Linked DNA regions of Sus scrofa: regions 1, 2 and 3 are each linked to region 4. A link is a contact called in public Hi-C and HiChIP or PLAC-seq data. All regions are on one chromosome and are shown on one strand. The core of a region is the stretch at or near the end of the contact, and the rest is flanking DNA. Distances in the headings are between cores, read along the strand shown.

Region 1 (3,273 bases), core at 7-2,506, 240 kb before region 4:
GGAGTCGCAAACTATTACATTTAGAATGGATAAACAGTAAGATCCTACTGTATAGCACAGGGAACTGTATCCATTCTCCTGGGACAGACCATGATGGAAAAGAATATTGAAAAAGAAGGTATATATATGTGTATATATATATATATATGTATGTGTGTGTGTATATATACATACAAATGTAAAACAGAGTCACTTTGCCGCACTGTAGAAATTGGTGCAGGATTGTAAATCAATTATATTTAAATAAAAATAAATACATTTTAAAAAGAATAGTCTCCAAGAGGCTTAGTTCCCATAGAAGCCTCCAAATATTCTGTTTACCAGCTCATCAAAAAAAACACAGTAAATGACAGTTAGAGGCAACCATGTCACCATTTAGCTCATGGCCCATTCACATACATCCTCTGTCATGTGCCAGGCACTCTGCCAAGCACTTTACACACGTTCTCATTTAATCCTTCCCATGCCTCTATGAGACCACAGCCACTATTAGCTCTATTTTAAGGGTAAGAAAAAGAAGATTGTAAATGTTAGTGATTGGCCAAGGTTTAGAGGAAGTAAATGAAATTCTTGAAAGCAAAAACTTGAAGAACTTTACTTGCTAATGTGAAGAAACACTGCCTAAGCCAGGCTTAGTACCCCGGTCCTGGAGAACTAAAGATGGTGGGGCGGGGAGGTGCATAACCGTTTGGGTTCAACCATCATACACGTCTTTAAAGTTCTGTGTAACCTTAACACCACAAACTTACTGACACTGTAACTGGACTGCCTTTTGTATTGTTGATTTCCAAGATTCCCTCTACAGCTCAGCCCCTGTGTACTCTGTTCTCTACAGATTTGGACTCTCAAGGAAGCAGCTCCCATCACCCAATGGGCGTTTCTCTTTGGGTGGTACTGAAACCATGGGTCCCATCCATTTCACATGCCTTCACTAGCCAAGGTTTTTTTAAGGCTTGCAGGTCCTCCCAGGGGCATGTAGCCCAAACAGTGAGATGTTTGCCCAGGTGTTTTGCAGGACTTGGGAGTCAGCTGTGTCTAATTAGAGCTGAGCTGGGTAAGCCTGGATGGGATCGCCAATCACCCAACTGGGCATGTGTGAGCAGCTTGTGGGTGATCTTCTGAAGGTGCAGAGGCCTGTAGCTTAGTTACACCTGCGCAGAATGACCATTAACCAATCACCTTTTCCCAGGATGGCCACGCCTCTGAGCACCCAGTTTCTTTATCCTATAAATACCTCAGGCTTTTTGCCTTCTGGGAAGTAGGTTTGAACTTTGTTCCTTCTCTGTGTGACTGGCTCTCGGATAAGTTCTCGTGCAAACCTTGGTGTCTCTGTGTTTGGCTTGCAATGCCTTGGGCAAGACCTGGTTCAGGAACAGCTCCTCTCAAATGGATGGGGTTTAAAAACCCCCTCAGGCTGTGCTGCTAAGAGAGGTGTCCCTGAGACCAGTGCGGGTGTGTAATAAGGTAAGTGGAGAAAATGACAGTGTTTATAAACTTTAATAGCCTTTTTAAAGAGTCGTTTTGTCTGAATCTAATAAGTCGGAGCTTATATTTAGTATATTTTGTTTTTAAACTTTATTTTCATGTAATTTATTTTTATACTGTTTCATCTGAAAGGCTGAATATACAGACAGTGGTCGGACTATATTATAAAAACAGAACTGACCCCAACCTGCAAGCAACCTGCCTAGAAAACCAGCCCCTTGTCTACAATAACCAGCCTGCTGAGTCAAACTTGCAGGAAGCCTGACCGCTAGCTTTAGTAACCACCCAGGGAGCTAAACAATAACTACTGTAACAAAGTGGCCTGGATTTGATTAATGGACACGATTTGATTAATAACTGTCAGCTTCCCCTAATTTTTATCCTTGCTTCCAATTTAGGACCAAACAGGGAAAGCCAGGCATGGCTAATGGATCACATGAGACCCCGGCTTCTCCTCTACCTCGGCTTCCCGGTGTCAACAGCCTCCAAAGAGGACACACCTGAAGTCTTCCCTTTTTTTTTTCCATTCTCAGCCTTTCCTCTCCTCTGCCTGTCTTGGAGTTCTGCCAAAATATTAAGTGATCGTGGGGCTGACTCTTGTACAGCAAATGTTCAGTAAGATGCCTTTACACTTCTCATTTGGCTAATCATTTAATTCCACGTACCAAGAAAAAGGAAATGAAACACAAAAAGAATTGAGCAAAACAGGAGTATGCCAACGCAGACAGACTGAACAGCACCTTTCCTGGGGCTCTGAGATCACACAGGGTTAAAGAGCGCATCTGGGGCACACACCGCCCGGGACAGCGGGCGTAAGGGAGCTGCGAGGTCCCCGGAACAGGAGTGAAGAAAGGGAACAGGGGGACGGGCGCCGGGAACCGTGTAGCAGGTGGGGAACTTGAGCGCCAGGCGAAGCGCGTTCCATCCCGCATCTGAGTAGCGGAGTCGGCCCCAAACGCTTGGGTGGGGCGTCTGCGCATGCTCTCCGCGCACGCGCACTAGCACGGCGCACGCGCACTAGGCACCCCCTGCGCGGAGTGAGGCTGACGTCACGTCCGGCGACGGCGGCGGCGGCGGCGGGTGCTCCCTCTCCCGCGCGGGTGTCCCGCCGTCTTCCTCCATCCGGCGGCCCCTGGGCGGCCCCCACGTCGTCTGCCCGCTGTCGGGTCAGCGCACCGGGCCTGGTTCCGCTGCTTCCCCGGACCCATTAGTCTGAATCCGGGTGTGGTTTCCACTACTAGAGGTGAAGCATAATAGGGAGAATGGGACCTGGGGTCTTGGACCAGGGTGTGTGTACTTTTCCCATCAGGTGGGCGCTCTTGGGCAGGAATTGGAACCTTACCTCTATTTTCTCCCAAAGGACGCATTTGCTTTTGCAGTGCAAATTGGAGGAGGGTGTCTTTAGACGGCAGCCACCGAATCGCGATGCAGCTTTTAAATTAATCCCGACCTCATATAGTGTTTACATGCTTTGGAACTGTGTTTTTAAAAAGCAATTGGTGCTAACAACTCAGAACCCTTTAGAATTCCTCAATTGAAGCGAATCCTGTTTTTTCCGGTGCCTGGATCAGGTTAGTGGGTATCATGTCAATAACGAAGACCTTGGCTGTCTAGAACTCAGCCCTCCCTTGGGGACATCTCAAAGTTTCTGACACCTGAGGGTTATACCCTTTGCACTGATGCTTTAAGCATTTGGGTTGGGCAGTGCATACTTTTTTGGAAAAAAGCATTACATCTGTTCTTAGAATGCAAACCTCGTTTGACCTTTGCCAGAACTTGCCCTTCTTC
Region 2 (3,165 bases), core at 377-2,876, 130 kb before region 4:
ATATGCCATGGGAGTGGCCCTAAAAAGACAAAAAGACAAAAAAAATATTATTTGGCTGTTGATATGCATAAATGATAACAGTAACACAAACTCAACATTTTGCTCTTTGAATTTAAACTCAGAGATTTCAATTATTCTTTCCACGTGGACCTGCTTGGTTTACTATCTAATACACTCCTTCCTCTGATCTGCCTCGGACATCCTCCGCAGTCCCGTAATTCTTACATAGCGTGGGTCTTGTGAGACCTCAAAGCTCAACAGTGAAAAAGAAGACTACAAATGCTGCAAGTAACCTAACTATCCAGCGGTAGGGACAGGGTTAAGCATCAAGGAGCCGCCTCAGCAACTCCCGGGGGCATCACCTTCATGCATCATGCAAACAGTCCATCACTCATTCAAAGCCCTTCTCCCACCTCGTATGTTCGATTAGTTGAGAAGAGCGGTAAGAAAAGTAAAAGGCAAATGCGGAGCATCCGGTGGCAAAAAATGCCATGAAACGCTGCCAAAGAACCATGCGGGGCTGGGGCCTACTCTGTGTTGGGAGGAGGGTTGTGATTTTAAATAGAGAGATCAGGGAGGGCTTCACTGAGGAGGTGGCTAGAGCCCCAAAGCCGGTCGCTCTGACCTGACCTTTGATGGGGGCGGGGGGAGACTGGCGGATACCTGGAGGGAACAGCAGTCTCAGCTGAGGGAACAGGTAGTGCAAAGGCCCTTTGTCAGGAGGCATCAAGCACGTCCAAGGCCACGTGGAAGGAGAGAGAAAGCAACGAGGGAAGAGGAGATGAAGACAGGGAGACAACAGGACCCCAGGCCACCACGGCAAGGACTTTGCTCCTTTGCTCTTTGGGAGCTGGAAGACCCCGGAGCATTTGGTACACGCTGCATGTTCCCTGCTGGCCTGAGGAAAGCAGCTGTGCTGTAGCGGAAAGAGTGATGCGTCTGCAGGAGGAAGACCCAGCCTTGACGGTTCAGGCCCTGGACTTACTCCCCAGCGCAAAATGTCTACGGCAAAGGACCAGTATGGTTGGGTGGCTGGTTGACTTAGCGTATTTGAATTTTCAATGCATCACCAACTGAAGCTTTCAAAAAATACAAGGAAAATACACAATGAATAAAATCGCTTGTTATTTTAAGATGTAAAATTATTCTCTCAAGTTGCTAGGAAGGTATCAAAAAGCGGGCTCTCTGTTTCTCAACAACTTCTGCAGATGAGAACCAAGATTCGGGCCCCCTCTTGGAGGGGCTGGCGTTGGGCCCTCGGCCTCTCTTAGTGACTCAGTCTCCCTTAGTGACTCGGCCTCCCTTAGCTGACTCAGTCTCCGTAGGTGGCGTGAGGGTTAAGGTGCTAAAAGTGTGTGATCGGCTAAAAAGTGCCATCTAAATTTTCAATTATATTGTCCTCATTAGCCACAGCAGTAGGTGAAAATCATGGCAGCAGGCCAAATACATTATTTTTTTCCAGTGAGGACAGATATTAACATGAACCTATCAAGTCCGAATTTTAGACGTAACAACTTCCCTTGGAGTCGTTAATTTCCCAAACATGGAGACCTTGGCTGACACGGAGGAAGCGAGAAAGCCACCGAGAGTCAGGAAATTACAGCAGCGACATCCCAACTGTGTCCATCTCGCCCCTGGCTCTCTGCCTGGTGACTGGCTGGGCTCCAGGCTGCGGTTTGCCTGCCTGCAGGACCCAGCGAACTGACGTGGGATAGGCGTTCAAGACCCCAGCGCAGACACACCCTCGTGCCAGATCCCAGCACTTCCTTTTTGTCACGCCAGGGAACGAGGTCAGGCTACATGCCCTGGAACTGGACTGGGAAACCTGAGCCCCCTCTTGGGCACAAGGGGGTGATATGTGCACACACACACATGCATGCACACATGTGCACGCACGACTCAGAATCAGCACGAGGATGCCCTGGGTGGTGGGGAGTCACGGTCCCCACTGCAGGGCTGACCCTGGACCCTCTTGGCCGACCTCCCGGAAATGCTGTTGAGAGGCAGATTCTGGTGAAAGAGGGGCCTGGCTCAGCTGTTGGTAAATATTAGAGGCTTGAAGGCACCTAAGCCAACAGCAGTATTGCTCTTCCTCCATCAGCAGGAACAAGGGTGGACCTCTCCACTTCCCAGCCCTCTGGTTTCCACCACGGCCCTGCCAGCTCGCCTCTCTTCTTACTCTATATTTGCATTGTTTTCAACATCATGGAAGTTATGGACACAAAATAAAAAATTAGGCAGTACAGAAAGACAGGAAGTAGAAAAATAAGATTTTCTCTCCATCTCCCTGCCATGGGGCTACCACATTACTGATTATGTGTATCTGCTTCCTAAAAATGTCAAGGCCTATGGATTCATAATAGAAGCTTGTTAAATATCTATCTGGCTATATATATATATACACACACATATATATATATGTGCATATGTTGTATATATATATATATATATATATATATATACATTTCTCCCTCCCTCCTTCTTTCTTTCTTTCTAGGGCCAAACATGCAGCATATGGAGGGTCTCAGGCTAGGGTGTCAGATCGGAGCTGCAGCTGCCAGCCTGCTCCACAGCCACAGCAACACAGGATCCTTAACCCACGGAGTAAGGCCAGGGATCGAACCTGGATTTTTTACCGCTGAGCCGCAAGAGCTCCGCCATTTTCTTTTTCTTTTTCTTTTGCCTTTTCTAGGGCAGCACCCATGGCACATGGAGAGTCCCAGGCTAGGGGTCTAATTGGAGCTGTAGCTGCTGGCCTACACCACAACCACAGCAATGCGGGATTTGAGCCACGTCTGCGACCTACGCCACAGCTCACGGCAATGCCAGATCCTTAACCCACTGAGCAAGGCCAGGGATCGAACCCGCAACCTCATGGTTCCTAGTCGGATTCGTTAACTGCTGAGCCACGACGGCAACTTCCAACATTTTCTTTTTGATAAATGTGATTGTTCCATAGTTTGGCAACTGGCAACACTGTTTTTCTCTTCCATACATTCCTTGCCACTGAAATTTTGGTCTGATTTTACTTTCAAACTCCCAACCCCACAGCTGGGGTGAGCTTTGCAAGGGTCTTCTCCCTCCTTGGTCAAGGTCAGATCCCCATCCCCCACCCTACCAGCCCTCCCCTCCTGCCCCTCCCCACCCCCCAATCCCCTATTACCT
Region 3 (3,030 bases), core at 325-2,824, 130 kb after region 4:
ACGTCTTCATTTGTACATTCATTCAGTCATTCAACAAACAGCTATTTACAGTTTACTGTGTGCCAGCCTCTGGACAGACAAACACCAACAGTCTCACTACTTTTTTTTAAAGGCCACACCCACGCATATGGAAGTTCCCAGGCCAAGGACAGAATCCGAGCCACAGCTGCAGCAATGCCGATCCTTCTGCCTACTCCACCAAGCCAGGGATTGAAGCCTTACCTCCGAGTCTACTCAAGCCGCTGCAGTCAGATTCTTAACTCACTTCGCCACAATAGGAACTTCTCAGTATTTTTTTTTTTTTTCGGTCTTTTTAGGGCTGTACCCATGGCACATGGAGGTTCCCAGGCTAGGGGGTCGAATTGGAGCTACAGCTACCAGCCTGCACCACAGCCATGCCAGATCGTCTGCAACCTATACCACAGCTCATGATGACACCGGATCCTTAACCCACTGAGCGAGGCCAGGGATTGAACCCGCAACCTCATGGTTCCTAGTCGGATTCGTTCCCGCTGCTCCACGGCGGGAACTCCAGGTCTCACTGTTTTTGATTTATTTTCCCCCAAGTCATTAATTCAAGTCATCACTCATTCAAAACTAAACATTTGTTTCTCCATGTGTTTTTTCCCCTGTAGTCTCTTCTGTTATGAAGCTTATAGTTTTGCCTGAAGGGCAGATAACGAAACATGCAGTGATGACAAAGCGCGCTAAGAGCCATCAGACAGGAAAGAGGGAGTTGTGGCAACGCTGATAATAGGGATTAATCAGTCTGGGAGGGATAGTTAGGGAGGGCTTCCTGGAGGAAGTGGCTTTATACGGAGTCCTGATGGAGAAGTGGGAGTTAGCCAGATGGGAGTTGGGGGCAGAAAGGGAAAGACTGAAGTAGGCGAGGTCAGTGGGTTGTGCGAAGGTTCTGAAACCAGAGAGAGGGTGGAAATGACAGGGATTAGAAGAAATCTGAACCCAAAGGTCACCAGGAAGCCTTCAATTTCCTTTTCTACTCCCAGAAGTCTCCTCTGTCCTCCTACGCTCTCTGCCTTACAAAGCGCACGTTTCATAAATGCGTATTGGATTGCTATTTCTTTTATAATAATCCGATCGCACTATCATTTTAGGGAAACAGATATGCTCTGTTGAAGCACACCCATCACTACAGACAGACACACACACACAGGCACACACACACCTCCAACAGTTTTAGTAAATCTAAAACAAGGGAGTTATTTGCAGTTCATGTTTTTTTTGAAAAGTTTATAGAGGTTTTATTAATTTTATTTCCAATTTATTTTTTAATTAAAAAATTAACTACCGATATGTCATTGTGAATGGTGAGGTGATTTTCTTAATTAACTCCATTGCCGTTTAATCCTCTTTAATATGTTTTCCGTTCTCAGGCAGCTGGCTTTTGTCAACGAGCAAATAGAGAGGTACAGCTGTAATTGGGCAGATTGAACTTGACGCTTGGAATGGAAATGTACCTAGGAGCCCAGAAGTTGGAACCAGCTTCACTCCCTGTTGCCACTGTACTGAGATTTCTGCTCTCTGTTGCTACCTTAATTCACCAACACACTGTCATTTCTGCCTTCCTTTCTGTGGCTGCTGTCAGGTTTCAAAGGAAGAGCTGTCCCTTTTGTCATCTGCAGAACAGAGGGCAATGGCTCTTAATTAACAAAAGGAAGTGGTGCAATGTAGTGAGAACATTGCAATTGTTTCCAATGAATCCCATATGCGTTTTGGCAAAGCTAACAATCCATGAAATGACCTAGGATCTAAATATGGAGAACAAGCATTTTGTCATTTTTCTATTTTTCCAGCAAAAGTAAGAAAATTCCAAGGTCAGATGCACAAAGGGTCCACAGATTTACAGTATTGGAAGTTCCTGAATATAATCCCCAATAGAAAAGAAAAGCACATCTGCCATTCAGATCTGAAGAACTCCCACATGTTTTTTACAACCTCTGTTAATCATCACACATTGACAGCTCTCAGTTCAACCGCCAGTGGAGCAATCATTGTCAAATGATTTACGTCATTTGTCACCAAAGCCAGGATACTATCATGGTCATGAAAGAGCAGCAGGAAAGGCCTTTCCATTGCATCAGACACGGCCTTTCTAAATGCTTCAGATAGAGAATGAATGTGTCTTGCACATCCGTGAGCCCCTAAAAATATGTCTCCGAGAACCTCTTACCCCAGATCCATAACACCTTTTTAAACAAATTGGGGTAAAATACACATAACATAAAAAAAATTGGGGTAAAATACACATAACATAAGAGTCACTCCCTTAACCATTTTAAGGGGTAGAATTCAGTGGCATTAATACATTCGCAATGCTGGGCATCCATCACCACTGTCTAGTTCGGTAACATTTTAATCAACCAAGAAGGAAAGCCTGTACCCAGTAAGAACTTCCTCCCATTCCCCCCACCCCCCGCCCCCCGCGTCCCTGACAACAACTACGCTGCTTTCTGTCTCTGTGGATTTCGATCTTCTGGACATTTCATGTGAATAGAACTATACATCATGTGGCCTTTTGTTTTTCACTTAGCATAAGGCTTTCAAGGTTCATCCATGTCTTACCATGGATTGGTATTTCATTCCTTCTTATGAGTGAATAATAGTCCATTGTATGGCTACACTATGTTTTGTTTATTCATTCATCAGTGGATGGACATCTGCAGTGTTTGCCACTGTTTGGCTATTATGAACAATGCTGCCATGGACCTTCCTGACAAATTTTTGTTGGAACACTGTTTTTGTTTTTTGTTTTTGTTTTTTTTGGTCTTTTTGTCATTTCTTGGACTGCTCCCATGGCATATGGAGGTTCCCAGGCTAGGGGTCCAATCGGAGCTATAGCCGCTGGCCTATGCCACAGCCACAGCAACTCAGGATCCGAGTCGCGTCTGCAACCTACACCACAGCTCATGGCAACACCAGATCCTTAACCCACTGAGCAAGGCCAGGGATTGAACCCACAACTTCCTGGTTCCTAGCCGGATTCATTAACCACTGAGCCATGAAGGGAAC
Region 4 (3,144 bases), core at 41-2,540:
TAGTAACTCCAAAGTTCACTGATCACTGCCACAAATAATAATGACAAAGTCTGAAATAATGCACGAAGGAGCAAAATGTGACATGAGACAGGCAGCGAGCAAATGCTGTTGCAAAAATGGTGACGACAGACTTGCTCGACACAGGGTTGCTACAAACCTTGAATGTGCAGAAAATGCATCATCTCCGACGCACCATCAAGTGAAGCCTCATGAAATGAGACAGTCATACATTCAAGTGGCCGTGGAAAGCGGAGCCTGCACATCTGTCACCTGTCACCGGGCTGGTTAAGGAACTACAATAGAGGCTTGATTCGAAGGTGTCCCCAAAGTGAATGACGCTTCACCTCAGAGTGTCAGGGTGCTTCTGGAGATCTGAGTCCACTGCTGCCACATGGGTGGAGCCAGCAAATGTCTGAGAGTGTAATGAATTCAGGAGACATTGGAGCTTCCAATGGGACAAATGAGCACTCCCAGGAGGAAAGAGGGAGGAAGAATGAGGCGGGGGGGAGCCGAGGGACAGGAATAAAGGGAGAAGACTGTGTTGGGGGCAGAGAGGAAGTGCTCAGGGCAAGCGGAGCCGGCTCTCAGGCCTGGTCCAGGGAGCAGCAGCAGCAGAGGGTGAGGTCGGCTCCCAGACGGTCAGGAAGGCATCGTGCCTGCCGGTCCGGAGGCTGAGCGCAGGCGCAGTCGAGAACCGGGCACGGGTGGGGGCAGGGAGATATTGCAGGGAGAGGGAAAGCATTATTAATGGAAGAAACTGGCCCTGGGACAAAATTTCCAATCAAGACGTTCAGCAGAGGGGCAGGAGAGGAGAGCGAAACCATTTATTGTTAGGGCTGGAAACAAAGAAACGGAAGCCTGCAAAGATGCCAAGGGGCTCAACTGCCATTCATCAAGTGCACCAGAATGACGACAGTTGGGGGGCCACTCAAAAGCTCATGCGTCTCAGTCCCAGTTTCTCCTGCGGGTTAACTGGCACCTCTGTGCTCTTTGCACATCTGAACTGGCCTCGGGGTCTGCCACTGATGTCCACGTGGTTTTGCAGAGAGGGTCCATGCTGCCCGCCTTGCCTGGCCCAGGCCTGTTTCAGCTCACTGTCCTGGCTGAAGCTGTAGCGGCCTCTCATTTTACTGTCCAAGTTGTCCAGATTTGGAAAATAAAGTACAGGGCACGCCGCCTACATCTTCCTCTGTTTGGGGACATGCTGACTTGCCACAGAGATCTGATGCTCAGAAGAAGACCACACCTTCGCTGTTTTTTCCCCCAGCAACACCCTTTCATAACATCATCACGAGCGCTTTGGCCTATGACCACAGCAAAGGGGAAACCGGATGAAGCACTTCCTCAGGGGCCTTTGTGTTTGTTCACTTAATTGTAAATCCATAAAAGCGGAAAGACTCTAACAGACTAACTTGATGGTCCCTAGGAAAACACGGGGTAAACTCCGGCTTCGTGGAATTGGACCACGCGCCTGAAAGCGAAGCCTGACATCCGGTACCTAAATCAACCCTACCCGCATCTCAGAGGAGCACACCACAACTGTCAGCTGAGAGATACACCATCCAGACACTGACACTTTCAGAGGTCTGTCCTCACGCTTGGATGTTGGTTCGCTTTGCAACGCATCTCCAGAAAAAAGAAATCACGACAGAGAAAACTTGCAAAAAACTTCCTTTGTGCCAGCTATTATTCTAAGAGCCACCGCAACTAACTTCTTTTTCAAAGCTTTATAAAGTGCCAGTCTTAGTGCTATTTTAGCTGAGGCAATCAGAGTACGAATAACTTGCCTGAGATAACTAGGCAGTCAAGCACCAGGGCCTGTTTCTTAATCCCTGATCTTCTGCACCTCATTGCCTGCACTCCCGAGTTAATCTTGGAAATCAGTGGCCAAGCAGACACCTGACAAATGCTGTAAGGTTTGTGTCCTTTCAGAATCCGTTCTGCCAAATGTCTATCCCTAACGTGAGCACCTGCTCCAGAGGCCTGTGTGAGCCTATTTTGTTTTATTTACCTAATTGATTTTATGTACCTAATTGAGTTTGCCAATTTTGTTTCTATGGGCCAAAGAGCCGAAAGACACTCTGTGCCAATGCAAACATAAATGCAATGGTTTGGAATGGTATTTGTTTGCAGCCAGGGCCAATTTATTCTTTCTTAGCCAGTCCAAACAGTGTCTGTCACGTACATGGCATTGAACTAGACACTGTGTGATCCAGAGATGGGTGAGACGTCAACCCCTGCCTCTAAGGACATTCAAGAAAGACATTAGGGCCTCCAGGGTCGCATTTTATTGATGAGCTTCTCTTCCTTCACTTTTCCGCTTCCTGGAGATATGTTAGAACAGGTAAGTATCCTGTAACATCACTGGGAAGTGCAGATCAATGACTGGCTGTAAAGCACCTGAATTACGAGTTCCCAGCCTTGTGGATCCGAAATACGCTATAGGTGATAAGACTCCAGACTAAGCTCAAATTCCAGCTTTGCCATTTCTTTCTTTTCTTTTTTCTTTCTTTCTTTCTTTTTTTTTGTCTTTTTGCCATTTCTTGGGCTGCTCTGGCAGCACATGGAGGTACCCAGGCTAGGGGTCCAATGGGAGCTGTGGCTGCCAGCCTACGCCAGAGCCACAGCAGTGCGGGATCCGAGCCGGGTCTGCAACCCATACCACAGCTCCCAGCAACACCGGATCCCTAACCCACTGAGCAAGGCCAGGGATTGAACCCGCAACCTCATGGTTTCTAGTTGGATTCGCTAACCACTGTGCCACGATGGGAACTCCCTGCCATTTCTAACTGGAAAGCAGCTACTTGAAGCCTCAGTGCCTTCACCTGCCAAATGGGGCTAATAACACCACGCGCGTCTCTTGTGAGAATCAAATAATAAGGCCGGCAAAGGGTCATGCATATTTCACATTCAGAGAAAACCCAACAGATGATAGCAACTGCTACTGCTGCTGTCCATACGAAATGGTTAAAGCAAACTCGACCTGGAAAGATGTTAAACAGAAGCCCTCGACAATAGAGTTGGCTGGTCACCGCACTCAGGTACCCACTGCGCCAGGGGCTCTACTCAGTGCAGGGGGACAGAGGGGCAGAGGCAGGCTCCCTGCCATCAAGGATTTTGCAGTCCTGGCATGTAAGCAGACTG

What was found. A called contact is a pair of places that touch in the nucleus more often than the background predicts. HiChIP or PLAC-seq counts read pairs in DNA pulled down with a chosen protein or histone mark.
Region 1: a contact with region 4 is called in a Hi-C map of subcutaneous adipose tissue, with 1.6 times the contacts expected there. The contact joins the promoter of TBC1D7 here to the enhancer-like site in region 4. A contact is called at or near these places in 5 of 47 Hi-C or Micro-C datasets (embryonic fibroblasts, epiblast stem cells, heart right ventricle and 2 more).
Region 2: a contact with region 4 is called in an H3K27ac HiChIP or PLAC-seq map of skeletal muscle, with 5 times the contacts expected there. The contact joins two enhancer-like sites. A contact is called at or near these places in 1 of 47 Hi-C or Micro-C datasets (heart right ventricle) and 1 of 2 datasets of contacts at active chromatin or transcription factors (skeletal muscle).
Region 3: a Hi-C map of heart right ventricle shows a contact between it and region 4, with 2.2 times the contacts expected there. The contact joins two enhancer-like sites. A contact is called at or near these places in 1 of 47 Hi-C or Micro-C datasets (heart right ventricle) and 1 of 2 datasets of contacts at active chromatin or transcription factors (skeletal muscle).

Annotation. Positions count from the first base shown.
Region 1 is chr7:9,706,764-9,710,036 of Sscrofa11.1, reverse strand. TBC1D7 (TBC1 domain family member 7) reads left to right here and starts at 1,256. Exons shown (of 9, transcript XM_021099767.1): 1 at 1,256-1,464; 2 at 1,884-2,374.
Region 2 is chr7:9,592,047-9,595,211 of Sscrofa11.1, reverse strand. It overlaps PHACTR1 (phosphatase and actin regulator 1), which reads right to left. Exons shown (of 16, transcript XM_021099752.1): 9 at 3,164-3,165. Among named protein-coding and RNA genes, the nearest start is that of TBC1D7, 120 kb to the left of the region's middle. Within about 2 kb of position 1,626, at least 8 of the 83 cell types and tissues checked have an H3K27ac peak or open chromatin away from gene starts, as enhancers often do.
Region 3 is chr7:9,333,170-9,336,199 of Sscrofa11.1, reverse strand. The region is part of intron 4 of PHACTR1 (phosphatase and actin regulator 1); the gene reads right to left. Among named protein-coding and RNA genes, the nearest start is that of PHACTR1, 230 kb to the right of the region's middle. Within about 2 kb of position 1,574, at least 9 of the 83 cell types and tissues checked have an H3K27ac peak or open chromatin away from gene starts, as enhancers often do.
Region 4 is chr7:9,461,972-9,465,115 of Sscrofa11.1, reverse strand. All of the region lies in intron 5 of PHACTR1 (phosphatase and actin regulator 1), which reads right to left. Among named protein-coding and RNA genes, the nearest start is that of TBC1D7, 250 kb to the left of the region's middle. Within about 2 kb of position 1,290, at least 14 of the 83 cell types and tissues checked have an H3K27ac peak or open chromatin away from gene starts, as enhancers often do. A contact at or near this core is called in retroperitoneal adipose tissue and subcutaneous adipose tissue, where this site is marked.